Linked DNA regions of Gossypium hirsutum: region 2 is linked to region 1. Evidence: chromatin contacts called from public Hi-C data. All regions are on one chromosome and are shown on one strand. Each heading gives the region's core, a stretch centred on a gene start, on an enhancer-like site or on the middle of the called end of the contact. The rest is flanking DNA. Distances are from core to core; before and after follow the strand shown. Region 1 has its middle 8.5 kb from the start of LOC121217618. Region 2 has its middle 8.5 kb from the start of LOC121210145.

The links. A called contact is a pair of places that touch in the nucleus more often than the background predicts.
Region 2: a Hi-C map of leaf shows a contact between it and region 1, with 2.6 times the contacts expected there. The contact joins two enhancer-like sites. A contact is called at or near these places in 3 of 34 Hi-C or Micro-C datasets (all in leaf).

What each region holds. Positions count from the first base shown.
Region 1 is chrA02:99,784,305-99,788,741 of Gossypium_hirsutum_v2.1, reverse strand. No RefSeq gene overlaps it. Among protein-coding and RNA genes, the nearest start is that of LOC121217618, 8.5 kb to the right of the region's middle. Within about 2 kb of position 2,116, at least 1 of the 9 cell types and tissues checked has an H3K27ac peak or open chromatin away from gene starts, as enhancers often do. A contact at or near this core is called in leaf, where this site is marked.
Region 2 is chrA02:99,905,630-99,910,103 of Gossypium_hirsutum_v2.1, reverse strand. No RefSeq gene overlaps it. Among protein-coding and RNA genes, the nearest start is that of LOC121210145, 8.5 kb to the left of the region's middle. Within about 2 kb of position 3,028, at least 2 of the 9 cell types and tissues checked have an H3K27ac peak or open chromatin away from gene starts, as enhancers often do. A contact at or near this core is called in leaf, where this site is marked.

The DNA of each region.
Region 1 (4,437 bases), core at 867-3,366:
CATCGGATGAAATGATAGTAATTTTTTTTGGATGCAATCATTGTAGTAATTCAACTTGTCCTCTAACCGCATTACTAATTTTAGGTAAAGCCCCAACTTCGCATATATATATATATGGTACTCTACATGTCCCAACAATATGGTCGGCCTCCATTGTACTTTACAGATTGGAAGATTTTATTGAAAAAAATAGTGCAAATGGTGTGAGAAAATATAAAAAATATATAGACGACCCCAGTTTTAACCTCTAGAATCGTGTTCTTTGTTTCTATTTATTTTATGCAAAAATCCAATACGCCCCACGTTTTCCTTTATTTTTTCAGGCAATTATGCTGTGGGCAAAAACGTCGGTGGACGACAGCCATAGACCAATTAAAAGCATACGTGCATCCATGAACGCATTTGACTCTAATTTGTTTGACGACCGACTGTCCATAAGTCCACTTCTAGTTATCAAATATTTGTGTTAATGCAAGTTAAATTACAACTTACGTAATTATTAAAAGAATAAAAAACAGAAATTTGTAGTTTTAAATCTTTTGATAATCTTAGAGAATAATTTACAGTTAATTAATTGTATAAGTCGTTATTTAAATTCAAATTAAGTTGTAATTTCACTTTTATACTAAGATCATTCTTTCGCTAATACAACTCCACTTTCATATATTCACATAAGATTACTCTTTTCATTAAAATTTAAGGAAAGACTTTTTCCATCAAAAGCTTAGCCAATACTCTTCAAGTAGTATATACACAAGTAATTTGCACTAATAAAAGCTCCCTACACAAATTGGAATGTACTCTCTTAATCTCTTATCAAAGTTGAAATACTAATATTTAAATAGGCATTGTAGTCATTCGTAAATGAACTAGTACAAACATAAATAATCTTTGAAGTTTCTTCCCAATTAAAACTCTTTAATATGGTATGTGATAAAAAGAGACCTTCATCAATTAAATTTCTTCTAATCTTAAATATGTATAAACAAAGTAAATGAATCATACTAGAACTCTTCAAAATATCATTGCTTGACCAAATATATTTACCAATTTAATACCACAAAAATTGCCAATTCCTTAAAAAGATGCACAAAAATAGTTAAAGCAATCTAATTATTAAAACATGCCGATAGGCAAGTTGCATTGCATCTAGTTGCGAAGAGAGTTGCAATATATATAATGAATTGTCAATGCATGAGTTTTATGCACCATCAATGAACCATAATTTATCACATTATTAATGAATAAAATAAAAAAATATCGCAAGACAAATAAATATATTAAATTCATTTAAACATAATTAAAAATATAAATTTTCATAATTAATTAAATTACGGATTATAATTCATTAATGATATATGAGATTCATGCACTTATAGTAAAATAAAATTTGATATTGGAGGGCGAAAATAAAATTTTAAGAATTTGATATTGAATAAAATTGTTATTATTCCACTTAACCAATAAAGCTAAAACTCCCTAACTGTGCCCTACGTGCACTAGGAGGACATCAAATCTATAGTATTATAATATAAAAATTGCAGGGATACAGGAAATATATGCAAAGTGAGGAGATCCACTCCATTCCTAAATTAAGAGATTAAATCTAATAGGTTGTAGGTTCAATGTAAGGTTGGATAAACAGACATAAGATTTTCGATCCATTTTGTCGAGTACAATACATGCATTTACTCTGTGTTTATATTGAGATGTGTGCTCGCATTGTTTGTGAACTTTTATTTAATTATTTGCAAGTATATTATTTATGTTATTATATAGAGAGATATTAACAAGTACATTGCACCATGGAACCGGACTATAATTCTTTTTCTCTCTTTTTTTTTTAAATAATGCAACCTAAAACAGTTCAATGTTACGTGGGATTAGATCTAGGCATCTAATAATAGGATAATGGGTTCTACTCAAAATGAGATATTTTTCATGAATACATTTAACCTAGAAAAAACAAAAAGCTCATTATATTTTAGAGGATCAAAAAAATTTTGGGACAAATGTAGGGCTCAAGAATTAAAATTTGGACTAAGCTTAAACAGAAGTTGAAAGAGTCTGGGCTAAGGCCCCCATATAGATCCATCTCTGATGGACCTAAGCTAAAATGTAGAAAAGGTTAAAGCCATGGGCAAAAAGGGAAAATGTTAAACCCAAACCAATGCAAACCATGTAATTTATTAGTTCAAATTTTATTATTAGTCCTTGTACTATATGCAAGTTGTGGATTCACTTCATGTACTATAATTTAGTCAATTTTAATCTCTATATTTTTCGAATTTTAAAATTTCATCCTTGATACAAACAATAACAATTAAATATGTTTGGTTAAATTCTATTAGTCATGTACTATGCGTAAAGTTGTATAGATTTAGTCCATGTTCTTCAATTTTAGCATTCTTAGTCTCTATCCTTTTCAAAATTTGAAATTTTAGTCTTGATGTAAATGATAGCCATTAAGTCTATTTTTAATTTTTTTTTGTAAGTAATATGTGGAAATTGAAAGCTAAAATTTAATGAATTTAAAAGCTACCATTTGATCAAGGCTTAAATTGTAAAATTTGAAAAGTAAAAAAAATTAACGTTGACCAAATTAAAGTACATGGACTAAGTCTGTAACTTACGCATAGTATAAAGACAAAGGCTCCTTTTGGATGGGCGGTGCGATTAGCTTGGTGAGATTAAAAATACCTAAGGCAATGAGATTGAGTACTATAGAGATGAGATTAAATCATCAATGAATAAGTGTTTGGATTCAAATGCAGTTGCAGAAGTGAGGTGAAAATTGAAAATGACAATTAAGGAAATTAGGCTAAAAATTATATATAATAAAAAATTGTACCAAAAAAATTTAGTCTTTGAGAAAGGATAAATATTTTAAAGGTGAATTAAGTATTTGGAGAGAAAGTATGAATGATGAAATTTAGTAAGAATTAAATTGCAAAATTTTGAAAATTGAAGGACTAAAAGTGCAAATTTACCATTTTTGAAAAGGGGAGAAGTTTGAAGAAATATTTTTTATGAATGTGATATGGAGATGTATTGAAACGAGGAGTTAAAAAATCAAAAGAATGGCTAAATTAAATAAAGTGGAAAGTGTAGGGTGTAACACCCCCTAACCTTTATCCGTTGTCAGAATAGGTTTACGGAGCATTACTAGACATTTCAGACCAAATACGAACATAAAAAAATTTCAAATAATACACCTTATAAATTAATCATGTTGTCCCTTATTTGGGTCCTCAATGCCCTAAATATGTATTAGAAACAAATCGAGACTTATTCGGGTTCTCTAAAATTTTTTCGTAAAACCTCAAAATTTTTCCTAGGTGCAAGGCTCACACGCCCGTGTGACCCTATGACATGCCCATATTTCAGGCTGTGTCCTACCCCGTGTAACTCTCTAACCTACATTACATGGCTAACCTACACGTCCGTGTGCTAGGCCGTGTGGTCAATTTATTTTTCAAAAATTAGGTGTAAATTTCACACGGCTGGAGCACATGCCCATGTGCTAGCCGTGTGTCTGACCATGTGGACTCAAAATGAACCTTAAACATCAAGTATACCAACCCTGCAACTTAAACAACAAGTAACTCAAAAACCAATCATTCAATCACTTTAAAACACGATCAAACATCTTTAAAACATGTCAAAAACATTAACCTAATGACCTATCCAATTTATACTCATAGGTACTTCATATATATTGTCCAAACAAACCATTAAAACATAATTCAAGCTAACTCAAATTTTCATACCATTTCAACCCTAATTGTTTTTGCCTATTTCATAGCCATTTAGGTATCAACTTAAATATACCACATATTTAACTCAACATAACATATAAATTTGTATATAACCAACCAATAACATCTTATAATATCATTTACAAACATTTTTCAAAATAACCAACATAAAACATCCTAGGTACATGCCATTATCGGTGTGGATGCTAATTCGATGAGCAACTTTAAATACCTAACATGTGCACGAAAAACACACCGTACGCCGAGTATAAACTCAGTGGTATTTCTATAATTTGAATACTTTTTAAGCAAGAATTTATAATATTTATATATCTAATCACACATAACAAAGATCATTCAAACAAATAATCAATTTCATAAACACATCATTCATAACAATTTCAATTTTCATCTATTACTATTTCAATCTCATAATTACTATTCAAATAACTTTTCTCAATAGGATACAGAATTCATTTTCAATATCAATATCCATTCCATATCCCATTCTAATTTCATATTCAAAATCATTCATATTGCCAATTCATTTATTTACCCCTATTAACACTACTCGGACTCGGATGGATACACAGATACAACCAAAATACATAAGTTTGGCACACAGTGCCTCATCGGATAATTCGAATTTCGTCCAGCCTTTACGCACCGGATTTTGGGG
Region 2 (4,474 bases), core at 1,779-4,278, 120 kb before region 1:
ATTCTAAGCATATAAATTTTAGACTCTAATTAATTTTCTCCAATTTTTTGTGATTTTCCAAAGTCAAAACAGGGGAACCCGAATTCATTCTAACCTTGTCTCACAAAATTCATTATATCTCATAATTTACAAATCCATTGCTTACACCGTTTCTTCTATGAAAAACTAGACTCAATAAGCTTTAATTTTATATTTTATTCATTTTCTAATTCGATTTCTAAAATTTATGGTGATTTTTCAAAGTTAGTCTACTTCTGCTGTCCAATATTGTTTTAGTTGAAGATGTTTATTACCATTTTTCCTCTAAATTTCAAAGGTCATATAATTCAGTCCTTGCTCAATTAGCCCATCTATTAAGCTAATTTTTCTCAATTAACATTTTATTCCATCATTATAAACTATTACACAACCTTTGAAAATCATCATTTTAACACTAAACCTTAATTCACAACTTTTTCACAATTAGGTCCTAAAATCAATTTCTATTGAAATTACTTGATAAAATCATCAAACAACAAAATCAAAGCTTCAAATTCATTTTATTTCATCATAAACAGCCAAAACTTATCATTGATATCTTTTAATTTTGTTCATAAAATAAAAAACTAATGAATTAAATACTTGGACCTAATTGTAAAAGTCACAAAAACATAAAAATCTCAAAGAAAAGGGTAATAATTGAACTCACATATGTCAAAGTATGAAAAACCAGCAGCTTTCAGACCTCCCATGGCGTTTTTGCTGAAGAAAAATGATGATATCTCTAGATTTTTCAAATTTATCTTGTTTTATATGTTTAATTTGCAAAATTTCCCATTTTGCCCTTGTTTCTCCTTGTCTTTTTTGCTGATTTTCTTGCCCAACCGTCCAGCCCATACAATTTGGGTCCAATTCCCTTTTAAATCCCTCCTTTTAATCACTTAAACTATTTAATCACAATTTAATAAATTTCGCACTGTTTTCAATTTAGTTCTTTTAATTAATTGACTAACCAAACGTTAAAATTTTCTAACGAAACTTTAATACTAACTTAATAACACTCCATAAATATTTATAAAAATATTTGTGGCTCGGTTTATAAATCCGAGGTCTCGATACCTCGCTTTCAACCAAATTTACCTGATTAATTCTTTTAAAATCGCAAAATTCACTAATTAAAAATAATTCTTTTAAGTTCGCGCTTGGCCTATAATTATTATTTGTTAAAATTTCTAAACTTACTCGTCGGATTTAGTGATCTCGAATCACTGTTTCCGACACCACTGAAAAATTTGGCTGTTACATTTTGTGTATGAGATTTTCTCATTAGATTGGAAATAGAAAGTGTTGTATTTGAACAAATTCCCAATGAATCCAACAAATATTTGCATTTACTTCTTTTTGAGAAGTTGAGGTTTTGATTTTACAAATCAAAGAAAAAGAGTGCAAAAAATTGTTTTTAGGGAAAATAATACGTGGGTTTTGAATCGGGATGAGAAAATAATATAAATCGAAGTTTAAAAACGAGAAAGGAGCCACCAAAATTTAGATTTCATTGTTAGAAATTGAATTTAGATGAGTTTTTTTTTTTTACAGAGTTCTTGAATTTTGTCATTAAAATTCTTGAGGTGAACAATGTTGTAAGAACAAGACCGATGATCGAACTGAGCAAACTATTAGTTCTTAGTTCAACCATTACAAAATAAAAAGGAAAAAGGAAAAAAGAAAGAAAGAGAAGAAACAGAAAGCATCTTTAATATAAGCATAAACAATAATTTTATAAACTAAATTAAGTTCAAATGGTTTTTTAATTGGTTCAACTGATTTTACACTAGTTTTATTCTCCTTCGATTTTTATGGTATCGGTTGAATTGATTAGGCCATCTACTTATTGTTCAATCGATTAATTTAATCTAGTTCTGACAACCATGGGCTAAAGAACAAATGAAAATTTAAAAAAAAAAATTAACCTTTTTTTAAATTTAAAAAACAGTTCAGGTGGCATAATATTATTGAGTAAGGGAATTTTTCTTAACAAATCAAATGTTTGAGGTGATTACTATAATGCAATCATAATTTGGGTATCAGTTTTGATCCTAAAAGATTTTAAGTTTTTCAACGAAAAAAATGTTATAATTACAAGACCAAATTTTTATTTAAGCCTGACTTTCCACAGTAAATTTGGACACCTTCAGTTAGGTTAAAATGTATAAATAATTAAGTGTATTAGAGTGAAAAGTGTAATTTAATTTAGTATGTGGAGGGGTTTTTTTCTAGAAAGAAAAGATTGCAAAAGTTGTTGAAAGTAATGCTTTAAAGTACGAGTATAATATAATCCTAATAAATATGTTCTTTTAAATTTCAAATTTTAAAATTGACATTACTTAAATACTCAAATGAATGAGGATATTTTTGTAATTATACCAAAATAAATATATGCTCGAATAACTAAGTTAGGAATCTTGAAATCGACATTATTGAAAGAACTTTACTTGAATTTAATACTGAATGAGAACACTTTTATGATTATACCAAAATAAATATGTGTTTGAGTAACTACAAAATATATTCAAATAAATATAAAACACAAACATACTAAAAATCAAAATACTTCCTATCATAATTATAATCAGAATCAATACATTATTTACTCCCCATGTAATATAAAATTAAATTTTCAAATATTACACAATTAAATGGATATTTAAACTGGGTAGTACACAGAATTTTAAATTTATTTGCTTTTTTAATTGTAAGATTTGAACATTTAAGCTTTATATTAAATTTCTTTCACTAAATTAGATACATAAATAATTATTATAATTAATGATAAAGTCGTATAGTTAGTGACAGATTGAATCTAATACTACAACCCCACCTTTGATTCCTATTGATTAATGATTGATTATTTTGTTCAATAAAAAAGTTGGCAAACCACTTTTTAGGGACATTGGACCCATTTGTGATCAACTCGAAGCCCATGCCCAAAGCTATGCAACCATTTCAGCAACAACATTAGGTCTACTTCAAAAAAGCCCAAAGTCAAATGTCCTTGGGTTATATCAACAAAAATGTAGACACATTTCACTAATACAATAGGATACAATTACAAACCAATACTATACATCATAGATAAAGTACCGTAAAAGATCCAACTAATTCGATCAAAAAATCTTCACCTACACACCACAATTACAAAAGATGTGATTCCAACTCTAAAACCTCCTTGTTTATCAACAATGCCATGTACTCACAGGCACTAATAACAATTTTTTTTTCTCTACCGTCTTTTCATGCATATTCATCGCCTCATATATATACAAAATCACCTCACTGTACTTAGTTAAGTGTAGCCATTTAATCATTGGCAAATACATCTATCGTAAATATATGATCAAATTAGTTTCTCTATTATTTAATGGGTCAATTTAATTTTTGCATTATTAAAAAAGAATCAAATAAGGTCAAATTATAATAAAGTTAACCTTTACTGTTTTAAAAATACCATTTATTGTTTAACAGAGTTAATACTTGTAAAGATTATATAATATAGTTCTATAAATGAAATCTTTTGTTTGGAATTGAATTGCAGTTGAAAAAATAATTATTTTCAATACAATTTTTCATATGGTAAATGTTAACTTTGTTACCAACAATCTTTAGGTCCAATGGCAAGAATAATATGTTGTAAACATGGGAGTTTGGGTTAATCTAAAAAAACTTTATTTCTCTCTCACAATTATCAATATATATATATTTCTATTACATTTTAATAATAAAAAAATTAATTTAATCATGTGTCTATAATATAAGAATACTTCAACCTCATCTAGCTAAATGATAAATCATAAATAAATAAAAAATACAATATTTTATGTATTAATTGTTTTTGAAAAATAACCTAATAGATATACTAACTTTTAATCCAATTTTATAAATGGATGGAGTTTTATATACTCTTATTAATTTGATGAAACTCTCTGTTGAAGTTAACTATACTATTTTTACCATAGTGGATTAATCTCAAATTGTCCCCTCACTAAGAATATAAAATAACATTAGATATAAATGAAGCAATTTTTTTTAAAAAAAATTATAATGGGTTATTTAATAAATGAAAGGATATTTTTAGTTATATTATTTATTTCACACTTAAATCACACAAATTTAAATTTTCATATTGTAAATTTTAATAAATTAAAAATTTGAGACACACAAATGCCGGTTGAATTGTTTTCATAAATAAAATTTGCACTTTCAAGTATTGAAGATGGGTCCTCAACTTCACTCTCATCCCTAGACATGTTTATATAATTAGAGAAATGATGAAAAGATTTACAACAAGTTTGATTGGAGGAATAGAATAGATAAGTAATAAAATAGAACTGTAATTAATAATTTAATTGTTTGGTTAAATTGAATGGAATAAAATTGTAATATTTTTTTGTGTTTGGTTGAATGAAATAGATGTTGTAATAGAATAAGGAAAAAAAGT